Regions from separate parts of the Capsicum annuum genome. Here region 1 is linked to region 2. A link is a contact called in public Hi-C data. All regions are on one chromosome and are shown on one strand. The core of a region is the stretch at or near the end of the contact, and the rest is flanking DNA. Distances in the headings are between cores, read along the strand shown. Region 1 holds the start of LOC107860148 (cysteine desulfurase, mitochondrial). Region 2 has its middle 13 kb from the start of LOC107860144.

Evidence for each region. Hi-C and Micro-C count contacts between places; a contact is called where the count stands out from the background.
Region 1: a Hi-C map of leaf shows a contact between it and region 2, with 2.4 times the contacts expected there. The contact joins the promoter of LOC107860148 here to the enhancer-like site in region 2. A contact is called at or near these places in 3 of 5 Hi-C or Micro-C datasets (leaf and placenta).

What each region holds. Positions count from the first base shown.
Region 1 is chr2:143,419,962-143,425,853 of UCD10Xv1.1, forward strand. It overlaps LOC107860148 (cysteine desulfurase, mitochondrial), which reads left to right and starts at 4,515. Exons shown (of 1, transcript XM_016705408.2): 1 at 4,515-5,892. The coding sequence starts at 4,764. LOC107860147 reads right to left here and starts at 4,178. Exons shown (of 2, transcript XM_016705406.2): 1 at 3,741-4,178; 2 at 384-2,920. The coding sequence starts at 2,893. The coding sequence ends at 659.
Region 2 is chr2:143,382,120-143,387,687 of UCD10Xv1.1, forward strand. No RefSeq gene overlaps it. Among protein-coding and RNA genes, the nearest start is that of LOC107860144, 13 kb to the right of the region's middle. Within about 2 kb of position 1,507, at least 1 of the 5 cell types and tissues checked has an H3K27ac peak or open chromatin away from gene starts, as enhancers often do.

The DNA.
Region 1 (5,892 bases), core at 3,265-5,764, 41 kb after region 2:
TCTGTAAGAATGGAGAATTTTATGATTGACCTTAATTTTCTATCTCCTATTCACAACATTTTGAATGAGACGAAGAATCTCCCTGACTTAAAAGCCAGCAATCAAATAAGAAATTCTTCATGACTTTAAAGCCAGCAACCAAGTGTGAAAAACGATGCTACCATTTCCTATGTTCTTGTTGAAAAATTAAAGTGGTGTTTGTATACTTTTTGAAGAAAAAATTGTGTAGAACTAAAAATGTTATTGTAAGCGCTTGCTAGAATGTATTTTCAGATAGTGTTGTCAACTGATTTTTGTCCCCTCAGATACTATGGTGAGAAGCACCTTATAATTCAATGACTAAAATTGATTAATCAGATGCTTTTGGCAGTAAGTTCTAAAGATGAAGAAATCTTTTATCATTAATAATGCACGGAATATTGCAAGATTAGACATGCAGATAGACGTTTATGTGATAAGAGATGATAAAGAAACTAAGTTGTGCGCAACATCAAACTATATATTTGTTACATGATGACTCTTCGTCTTCGGCATCGACAGGCAAGCCAACCGAAGTTATCTCACTATCATATTACTGCCTTAGACTTTGAACAAGGCAACAAGAAGAAAGAATGTGAATAAAACTTTGGCATAAAAATAGTACTACTAGGTATCTATATTACTCTGCTGCAGCTTCTTCCTGACTGTTCCCCTCATTTCCTGTCTGTGGCAATGTTCCCACGTCAGTACGAGTCTCTGTCTCTTCTTTAGGAATTGCAGAATCTGTCGACTCGACTTGGTTTTGCTGGCTGTCATCAGGATTGCTGTTTGAACTGGAAGAATCAGTCGATTTGTTTTGATCTGCGTCTGTCTCGTCATTATCATTTGAGGGATTTATTTTGTTCTCAGAGCCTGGATCAGATTTCTGGTTCGTCTCATTCTGATCGTTCCCACCTCCAGTTGACTTCTCAGTTGCACCAGCTGTTACAGTGTTGCCATTTTGGTCAACTGATCCAACAGATTCAGCGCGTTTTGAACTTGTTATTGATTCTTCATCTGCCGAGGAATTTGAATCTTTTTTCTCAGATAGCTGCTCATTTGGATCGTTCTGCGTGCCATCTCCAACAGAAACAGCCTCCTTAATTGAGTTGTTCTCATTTTGTGCGGTTTGAGTGGCAGAACTGTCATTTTCCTGCTGCTGTTTGTTGGCATCATTGGTTCCTCCTGCAAGCTTGGAGTCCTCACCAGAGTTGTTCTCATTTTGTGTGGTATGAGTGACAGAACTTTCATTTTCCTGCTGCTGTTTGTTGGCTTCATTGGTTCCTCCTCCAAGATTGGAGTCTACACCTGAGTTGTTCTCATTTTGTTTGGTGCCAGAGGCAGAACTGTCCTGTTCCTGCTGCTGCTTACTGGTTTTGCTGTTTTCTGCTACAGCATTGGAGTCATCACTAGAGTTTTTCTCATTTCCTTGCTGATGTTCATTTGCTTCATTGGTTCCTCCTGCATGATCTGAGTTATCACCAGAGTTCTCATTTTGTATGCTATGAGAGGTGGAGCTTTCATTTTCTTGCTGATGTTCATTGGCTTCATTTGTTCCAGTTGCAGCATTGGAGTTATTATTACTGTTGCTTTCATTTTGAATGGTTTCAGAGGCAGAATTGCCACTTTCTGTCTGCTGGCTAGTGGCTTCATTGGTTCCATCTGCAGCATTAAAACTGTCCCCAGTGTTGCTTCCATTACTCACTTCTCCAGCAGCATTTGCATCTGCAGAACTGTTTTGTTCAAGCATCTTATGTTCTCCAGACTCTGAATCCAACTTGTTCAGACTTTCATCACTAGTGTCGTTCTTGCTTTTCTTGTCTTGCAACTCATCTTCTCCCTTCTTGGATTCCTCCTCATTGTTCAAGGCAACATTACCATCGCCTTCTGTCCCTTTCACGTTTTCAGATTCTGATGTCTCTTTAACCAACGAACTTCCTTCCTTGCTTTTTTCTACTGTTGAAGCCTCATTAGTCATATCAATTTCATCGTGAACCTTGTCTTCTGAAGAGGCAGATTCTTCATTTTTGCTTAGGTTATCTTCCTTCTCTTTACTGGCTTCATCATTCTTCTCTTCTGCGCTCTCGTCATTCTCTTTTACTTTGCCTTCATTACTTTCCTCCAACTCCACCGACTTCTTTTCGCTTTCATTTTCAACTACTTCGTTGCTTTTACTCGTAGAAGTTTCTTCACTTCCATTCTCTTCGCTTTGTGCCTTCTCTTCTTTCAAATCAGTTCCTGCGTCAACATTTCCCTCAGTTCCCTTCTCTTCACTTTCACTTTCCTTGTCAGTGTTCTCATTAAAATCCTTGTCTTCCTTTTCCGACTCCTGGTCCTTACTTTCTTCGCCACTTTGCTCACTGTTGTTGGTATTAGTGTCAGTGGCTTCCTCATTACTCTCACCTTTGCCATCTTCACTACGCTCTTTGCTTTCTGCTTCAGCATTGCCTTCTCCCCTCACTTCTTTCTCCTGGATTTTTTCCGTTCCTCTATCCTCATCCACCAATTCCGCTTTATGCTCCCTATCCTCCGCTGATTTTTCAAGATCATGGCCATGCTCCTCCACTTTGGCGTCATCATCAAAACGCTTAAGCTCGTCTTCCTCTGTCACCTTGGTCAGCTTCTCATCATCAACATCTACTTCCTTCTTTAGAGGTTGGAGGTCCTTCCTTCCAAACCTGATAACATCATTGTCAGTCTGTACCTTCTCTGAGACGCTTGCATTTTGTTCAAAAGATGCTTTCTTGCTACGTGAGTGCTGGACTTGGTAAAGCAGCCAGATACAAACACCAACAAGTACACATATCTGAAGAGCATGCTTCACCTTAAAACCTTTATTTCTCTGTTGGTTTCTACGCGGTGAGTTCTTGAACATGATGATTTACTTTGAATCCAACAACACCTTAAAAAAAAAGATCCAACCAAAAAAAAGAGGTGCAATTTAGGGGCTTGAGCCAGAGAAAATCCACGAAAACACTAATTTTAGCTTTACGCATACTGATACATCAAGAGAATAACACCAAGGTGGTATATCTAAAGAAAACAAAACAACGATGCTGGTTAACAGAGACCTCAAACAATTCAGAACCATCAGCACACAATACGAGACTATCAAATTCTAAGTTGCGCGGACTCTACACTTTCGATGCCACATCCGCGTCGGATTCTCCAAAATACACTACCTTTGAAGAATCCGACACGCACCAGTTGGCATTTTAGCAAATCAAATTAGATTAGTTAAACTAAGGATTGGTCACTTTCTGGATCTGAGTATTTACGTAATTACTTTCATCCAGATCTAAACAGTGGCCAGAGGAGCTAAGAAATTCAGCAGCATATGCTGCAATAAATTTGGCAGATAACTTCAGTGTACATATATCTGCATATTGTCTTTGAATCAACAAACAAGTTCTCAATCATTTATTCAACTCAACAAAAATTCAAACATGAGACACAAATAGGGAATCATTTCAGCACAATCATTGAACTGTCAACGTGTTACATAATTTAAAATCAAGTACTACTAATTTAACATATTGAAGAGTGGCAGGCATTTGAAACTGCAACAATCAAAGCAAATCAAGAAACACAAACACATTGTTTTCAAAAATATTTGCATTTGTTGAATATTATCCTAACCAACTAATCAAAAACAAACCCAAATTTGAAATCTTTACACAAAACTATAATAGAAAAAAGATGAAATGAAGAAAACGGCATACCTGATTCACTGTCTCAGAGTCTTGATGCAAGATCCCAAATTGAAATGAAGCAAAAGTAGGTAACTTTATAGGCAAATTTGATCAATGATTAGAATGGAAGGAAAGGTGCAATAAGATCCTTAAACTGCAAACTAAATAATAATAATAATATAATATGACAATAGTATGGTTGTATTACTGGAACCCCATACACAATATTGTTTGAAATGGTTTAAGAATTTTATGGGTGGCAAGTAGTTTTTGTAGAGGTTGATTCAACAACTATCAGGAAGAGGTGAAGACGTGACCTTTTTTAACCTTTTATGTTCAGATCAAGATCCAGTTTTTCTCACTTTATTTGAAAACCACACATATTCTCTTTCTTTTATACTGACCCCCCGCCCCACACCCACACCCCAATCTCTTCTACTTGATAAATATGGTATTTGTGAAAAAAGGGAACAATTTGAGATTTGTTGCGGTATTATAAATTAGTATAAATTAAAAATTATTTTACTGAAAGTAAAGATAATTTTTAGCTTAAATTATTTTTAATTATAATAAAACTATATTCATTGAGACGAATTTAAAAGGAAATACTTCCTCCGTTTTAAAAAACAACTAATTTTTTTTGTGGATTTTGAAAAAATATATATATATATATATATATAAAATTTTAATTTTTAGATAACATGTTTAATTATAAAATTTTATTTTATTTTTTAAAAAAGTTATATTAAATTAAAATAAATCAATTTTTTTAAAGGGAGAGAGAACGTACTTATCACATAAGATGGAGGGAGTAGTAATTTTAAAACAACTGTTGCGTTTACACTGGCACCTCTCATCCTCATTTCCTTATCACAAAAATGACACTGTTGTGAGCAGTTACGTCGTCGTTTTATAAACCAAATGTTACTGTAAAGTGGAGAAGCTGCCACGTGTCACTAATAACTCCGTCGGTGAACCGGTGACTCGGTGTTTATTTATTTTATTATTCTAAATACACAAACCGCTGGTTCAGAAATCGGCGAATTTGGAAAGATGTTCTCGAAGATTCTAACAACAGCGTTGCGCCGCACTACACCTAAACCCTGCCATGTCCATCGCCGTCTTCGCCGTTTCTCCACGGCGGCAGCGGTAGTCGGAGAACAATATGAGGAGGACTCTACCGGAATCACGATGAAAGGTGTAAAAATCTCCGGTAGACCTTTATACCTAGATATGCAGGCGACTTCTCCGATCGATCCTAGGGTTCTCGACGCTATGCTTCCTTACCATATCTCCCAATTCGGGAATCCACATTCTAGAACTCACTTTTACGGGTGGGAATCCGATCAGGCTGTGGAGGCGGCCCGAGCTCAAGTTGCCGCCCTGGTTCAAGCTTCTCCGAAAGAGATAATTTTCACCTCAGGTGCTACAGAATCGAATAATATCTCGGTTAAGGGAGTTTTGCATTTTTATAGAGATAAGAAGCGACATGTTATTACTACTCAAACGGAGCATAAATGTGTTTTGGATTCTTGTCGTCATTTACAGCAAGAGGGATTTGATGTAACTTACCTTCCCGTTGAGTCTGATGGACTTGTTGACCTAGAAAAGCTTCGGGCTGCGATACGGCCTGATACGGGGTTAGTGTCAATTATGATGGTGAATAATGAAATTGGTGTGATTCAGCCTATGGAGGAAATTGGAAAAATTTGTAAGGAGTTTAATGTTCCTTTCCATACTGATGCTGCACAAGCGTTGGGGAAGATTCCTATTGATGTGGAGAAGATGAACATAAGTTTGATGTCCTTAAGCGGGCATAAAATTTATGGGCCGAAAGGTGTTGGAGCTTTGTATATTAGGCGTAGGCCGAGGATTAGGGTTGAACCTCAGATGAATGGGGGTGGACAAGAGAGAGGGATTAGGAGTGGGACAGTACCGACTCCGTTAGTGGTAGGGTTTGGGGCAGCTTGTGAACTTGCAATGAAGGAAATGGAATATGATGACAAGAGGATTAAAGCTTTGCAGGAGAGGTTACTGAATGGTATAAGGTCTAAGATCGATGGAATTGTTATAAATGGAAGTGTTGAAAGGCGATATGCTGGTAATTTGAACTTATCTTTTGCGTATGTGGAAGGAGAGAGCTTGTTGATGGGGCTGAAGGAGGTTGCAGTGTCAAGTGGAA
Region 2 (5,568 bases), core at 257-2,756:
CTTTTTAAACAACTCTAGCTATTCTGAACAAATTCCAAATTAACTCATCTTAAATTAAAACTTTGTGCTATAGCTCATACTCAAACAAGAATTTATCAAAAAGTAGTGGAACTTCATGCCAAAAAGGGAAAATAACATACAACAAATTATTCAAAGTATATATATAGAGCTAGTGAATTCTGGTGTCATATCAATTGTCATAGGTGCCAAACTCCCACAAACAGTAAAAGAAAGAAACATAGGAGCTTGAGTGTCAACTGCCAAGTCAACATTAACTGCTGATCATATGATTAGAGAAATTATGTTGGTACTATATATAAATGGGACAATTATAATGTCGTATGCATATACTCGATGAGTTTTTCTAGAAGGATTTGAAAAAGATGACTTTTCTTTATAAAAAGTGAATTGATGAAATCATCATCTTGGGCAAATCATTCTTCATTACAAATCTAGAATTAAAATATATCAGACGACAAAAGAGAGTACAATTAGAACCAAATCTAAATAATTCAAAAGTTTTGCGAGGAAAAAAAAAAAATTCTCAGAAAAATTCATTCTAAATAATGTTGAACTTTTGACTGTGAATACCTATAATGTTGAACTGCACAATAATGTTCCTACTTTATCAGCAAAAAATATTGGCATTTATTAAGATGTAGCACGCGGAGTAGTTACAATGCTTCTTTACTTGTTTATTAGTTTGTGCTATTGTAATGGCCTAATGGGGTATCTTATTCCCACAAAAGAAAGTAAAAGTTACAAGAAAAATTGTGACCGTCCACCGGGAAAAAAGATCAATGTAAACAAGAATACAATAATATGGAAATTAAAGAATGGTTTTTTGCTTATTGGCTTAGGTAATGACTGTCCCATAATTATTTGTAGTATGACACCTTCTAATCTTAGTGTTTTTATGTAGGTAGGAGTGGTGAGTTTGGTGAAGTGCCGAAATTAGCTAGTTGCCAAAGTTTGCTTCCTGGCAACAAGCAGATCATGCATTCATGCTACATGGATCATCAATGCTAAGCATGTTTTTTGTACAAGTGTAATGGTGGCTTATTGGTTCCTATTGAAGTCCCACATCGGTGTGTTAGAGGGCCCTTAATTTTCTTGTATGGTTCTGAGTATTTTTTTTCTCGTTAGCTAATTTTTGGATTTGAGTTAGTCTTTACGTCCATTTCTTTATCATGGTATCAAAGTCAGGAAAAAAAAAAAAAAAGAAATTTGAATTCATTGTTGAAAAAAGCCAAAATGATTTCCACAGGAACATTGACGGACACACTTTATTTTTTGTGCTACGACGTGCATGAATGGAATATAGCTAAACCATGTTTATATTTTGTGTTTTAAATGGGAGCAACAAAAAATTAATTCACTTGGGGACGAAGGAAATATAAAATTGGATATTCCAATTTCCAAGTCATTACTTTGTTAAAGTAGTGATTGGAGAATGCTGATTTCCGGAGAAATGTTTTTCCAAGATTCAAACAGGACCTGTATGGTCATCCAGTCTTCTTCATCAGCGAGTTTGGGCCCAATTTCTGATACATACGGAGCTATTATTGGGCTTGGCCTTTCGGACCAATGACATATTTTTATCCACAAATACACAACTTATGTTTCCAATATATGTTGGAATTTTTGTAATATGTTTAGGGAGTTGAAATTTTTTGTAATATTGGAAACATAAGTTGTGTATTTGTGTAATTTTTAGTATTTTTATTTTTCAAAGTAGGAAAAAGAATTTTTGACCCTCGAACCCTAATTACTAGAATAAGATAAAATTGCAACAGGAATAACTGATCGAGTGTCTATACTTATTAATGACAAAAATATCCCTATCACACACACATCCCTTATTAATTAATTAACATATCTTATAAGTTTGATTAAAGTTTGATTTTAAATTTTTTTTACTTCATATTTAGATCATAATTCTTTAGTGTAGATAAATATTATATAGTTGGCTCGAATTATCCAACAACGATTGGTTATTTAAGACCATAGAAACGTTATCATCCCTAATTTCAAACGTAATTCTAACTTCAAAAATTCAAATAAGACTTTCAATTTCTTTCACTCCAATTTGAGATGTACAATTAAAAGAATATTTGGAGTATAAAAAATATATTTGCTTTCCAACGTTCAATGTCATCTTTTAAATTCGACAATCAAGTTCATCTTGTTACAACTACTATGGCTATACTTAATTTCATATGACAACGTTCTACTACTGATAAATACTTTAACTATTATGTTAGCGAAGACATCATCACAAGAATCGAAAAAGGAGATGAGCCTTCTGGTATACCTTCGAAAATACATGATAGATCTTCTACTAGTATGGAGACATTGTGATAAAATTAGGGATAAAATTGTTAAGAACTTTTTTGATGTATAAAGGACTATTATTGTTGTCGTTAATTTTTTCATATGTAGTGATTTAATTTATGAAATTATTTTTATATTCATTTTTGTTTGATGTTTTTAAGTATTATTTAAATTATTTAAGTAATATATCATTATTTAATATTTTTTAATGTATTTATGTATATAAATATTGATTGAATATTTTAGAGTACTTACTTTTTAATTGAATAAAAATAGAATTTTCATTAAAAAAGATTATAGTAGATATTTAAAATATTTTTTTTCTATAAATTAATTTTAGTAGTAATAATCTATTGATATATGTCCTTTTTGGTCATTTGCCTAAAAAAATATTTCTTAAAATGGATTATCCAAACACAATCTGTTTATCAAAAATACTTTTCAAATGAATTTACCAAACTCAAATTATTATTGTTTTTCAAAAGCACTTTTCTTAAAAGGTTTTTTATAAAAGTATTTCTCAAATAAGCAATTTTGTAACAGTAATCCCAACGAACTCTAAGTTGAGTTTTTTTTTTTTTTTTTTAAAGAATGTGTTTTTTAAAATTGAAAATAGCTCTAGGTCCTAACAAGTTTGAAATTCACATTAAATAATAAACAGTGTAAGTGTTATAGTTCACATCCAAACAAGAAATTTTTCTTCAATTTTGCCTAAATTTCTACTGGCTCCGAAGTCACTATTTATACTGAACTCCGACAGAAGAGTAAAATATCAAAGGCACCATGAATGACGAATTCATGACTTCTACTAAGAAGATTCAAAAAATAAAAATATAATGCATGAAATTTAAATTTGAGATCTCAAGATGAATTTTTAAAATCTTTAAATAATTGAGTCAAATCTCTAATTTTATATTACATTAAAAAAAAAATTATCTTATACATACAACGTAATTTTTATCGAGTGAATTCGGACGAACCCCTTTAAAACACTCTAGATCCGCCCGCATACGAAGCTCAGATCAGTCAACATTGACTGCTGATGTGATATTAAAAAATTAAAATAGGTTCTATGAAAGGGATAATATATATGGGGCCAAGGTCATGTCTGATGCAACTATTTGATTTGTTTTTCCACTACTTATTTGACTAAGATGACTCTTCTTTATGCAAAAAAGCAAATTGATGAAATAATCATTTCACCAAAATCATTCTGCATGTGGACATTTTTGTTTGTTTATAAAAGTCACAACTAATTAGTCTATGTTTTAAAGTACTTTTAGGCATGTCACCTCGGCATATTGTGAATGGCTGATCAAGAGCACTATTTACACCTTTTATTATCCTTCACTAAAATAATTGATAATTTTGCAGAAGATTTTATTGGCTTTATAATGCGTTTGGGAAAGTAGGACTAAAAACATAGAAATTTATTTTCTCCTCCTTTTTCTTTTGCTGAAAACAGAAAATTAATACTCCCTCCGTTTAATAAAAAATAATCTATTTTAACTTGGTATAAAATTTAACAAAATAAAAAAGACTTTTGAATCTTGTGGCCTTAAATTAAAGTTGTGTCAAATGTACCAAAATATCATTTAATCTTGTGGTCCTAAACATGCTGTTAAGTATCCCACATCGGAAGAGGAAAGGGTCTTTGGTCTCCTTATAAGGCTTGGGCAATCCTCTTCCTCATAAGCTAGCTTTTGGGGTGTGAGTTAGGTCCAAGACCAATTTTCTAATGGTATCAAAGCCCGGTGTGATCATTTCTCATCTTCGTTGTTGCGTGAATGTTTCCTGATTCAGTTACCATCTTCATTTCGCTTTTCTTACCTCAATTCCGCTGATTGTGGATGTTTTAGCCTTTGATTTTGCTGGATCTAGCTAAGAATTGGTTAATTCTTCAATCGAATTTTGGATTTTCACAAATATTTCCTCTCTCTTCTTCTCCCAGCTCATACATAACAGATTGTTTCTCTCTGCGACAATGAAAATTTTATCCATCTCATGCGTTTTTACTTCAATTTCGACATGTTATCGAATGGTGCAAAACTTTATCAATTGCAAAAGGAGATAAATGATTTCTCTCAAGGTACTCTTGACATTACCGGATATTATACCAAAATGAAGCGACTCTGGGAAGAACTTGGGACAATTGATGCAAGCGCTAGCTGCTCATGTAAGTGCACTTGTGGTGCCAAGGCAAGTTTACACAAAGCTGAACAGGACAGGAGGTTGATTCAATTTCTGATGGATTTAAAATGAGGTCTACACGATTGTAAGGGGTAGCATTCTTTTGATGAATCTGTTGCCTAGTATTGCTCAGGCATTCTCTATTTTGATCCAAGAAGAGAAACAAAGAGAAGTTCGACCCCGAAATCAACTCCTCTTAGAGTCTACATCTCTCAACACTCAAGCTAATGTGAATGGAGCATTCAGAACAAATTATCAGTCACACAAGTCTAGTACAAGTCAATATAATAAAGAAAATCATTCTGGGAATCCATATCATGTCTGTAATTCTGTTGGTAACCACTATGGAAACCATTATGGAGCTAGTGGATCTAATATGAATAGGAGGAGGCTACGGTAATAGAGTAAATTTGTTTTGTGAGTATTGTAAGAAACCTGGGCACCTTAAAGAGAAGTGCTATAAATTGCATGGTTTTCACCCAGACTTTAAGTTTTCGAAAGGAAATAACACAACATCTACAGTTAATACTCATATCGCCAGTGGTGATTCTTCAGATGGTAAACTTACCTCAAGTCATGGGCATGGTGGTGACGTTCCAGCATCTTACAATTTCACTCAAGATCAGTACAATCAACTTATGCAGCTGCTGAAGAATTTTTCTGTTGTTGACACTGCAGGTCATGATCCTAATCGCTTCATTGGTGGAGCAGTGAATCTAGCAGGTATACTTGCTTGCCATTCTTCTATAACTGAGATTGGTAATCTTTCTTGTGCTTGTAAAACATTATCTGCTGACTCATGGATACTAGACTCTGGTGCTTCCCATCACATGGCCTATAAGAAAGACTTACTGACTAACATTGTGCTTTTACCTTACCCTTTCCTTGTGAGCTTACCTAATGGTTACAAAGTAAAAGTAACAAAAGTTGGTGATGTGTATTTTTGGTTCGCATTGTTGTTTTCGCTGGACAGTTGTTCGATTGTTTTCCTCTCAAAGCTCTTATAAGTATTGTTACTGTTTTTGTTGTCTTCCTTGACCTATG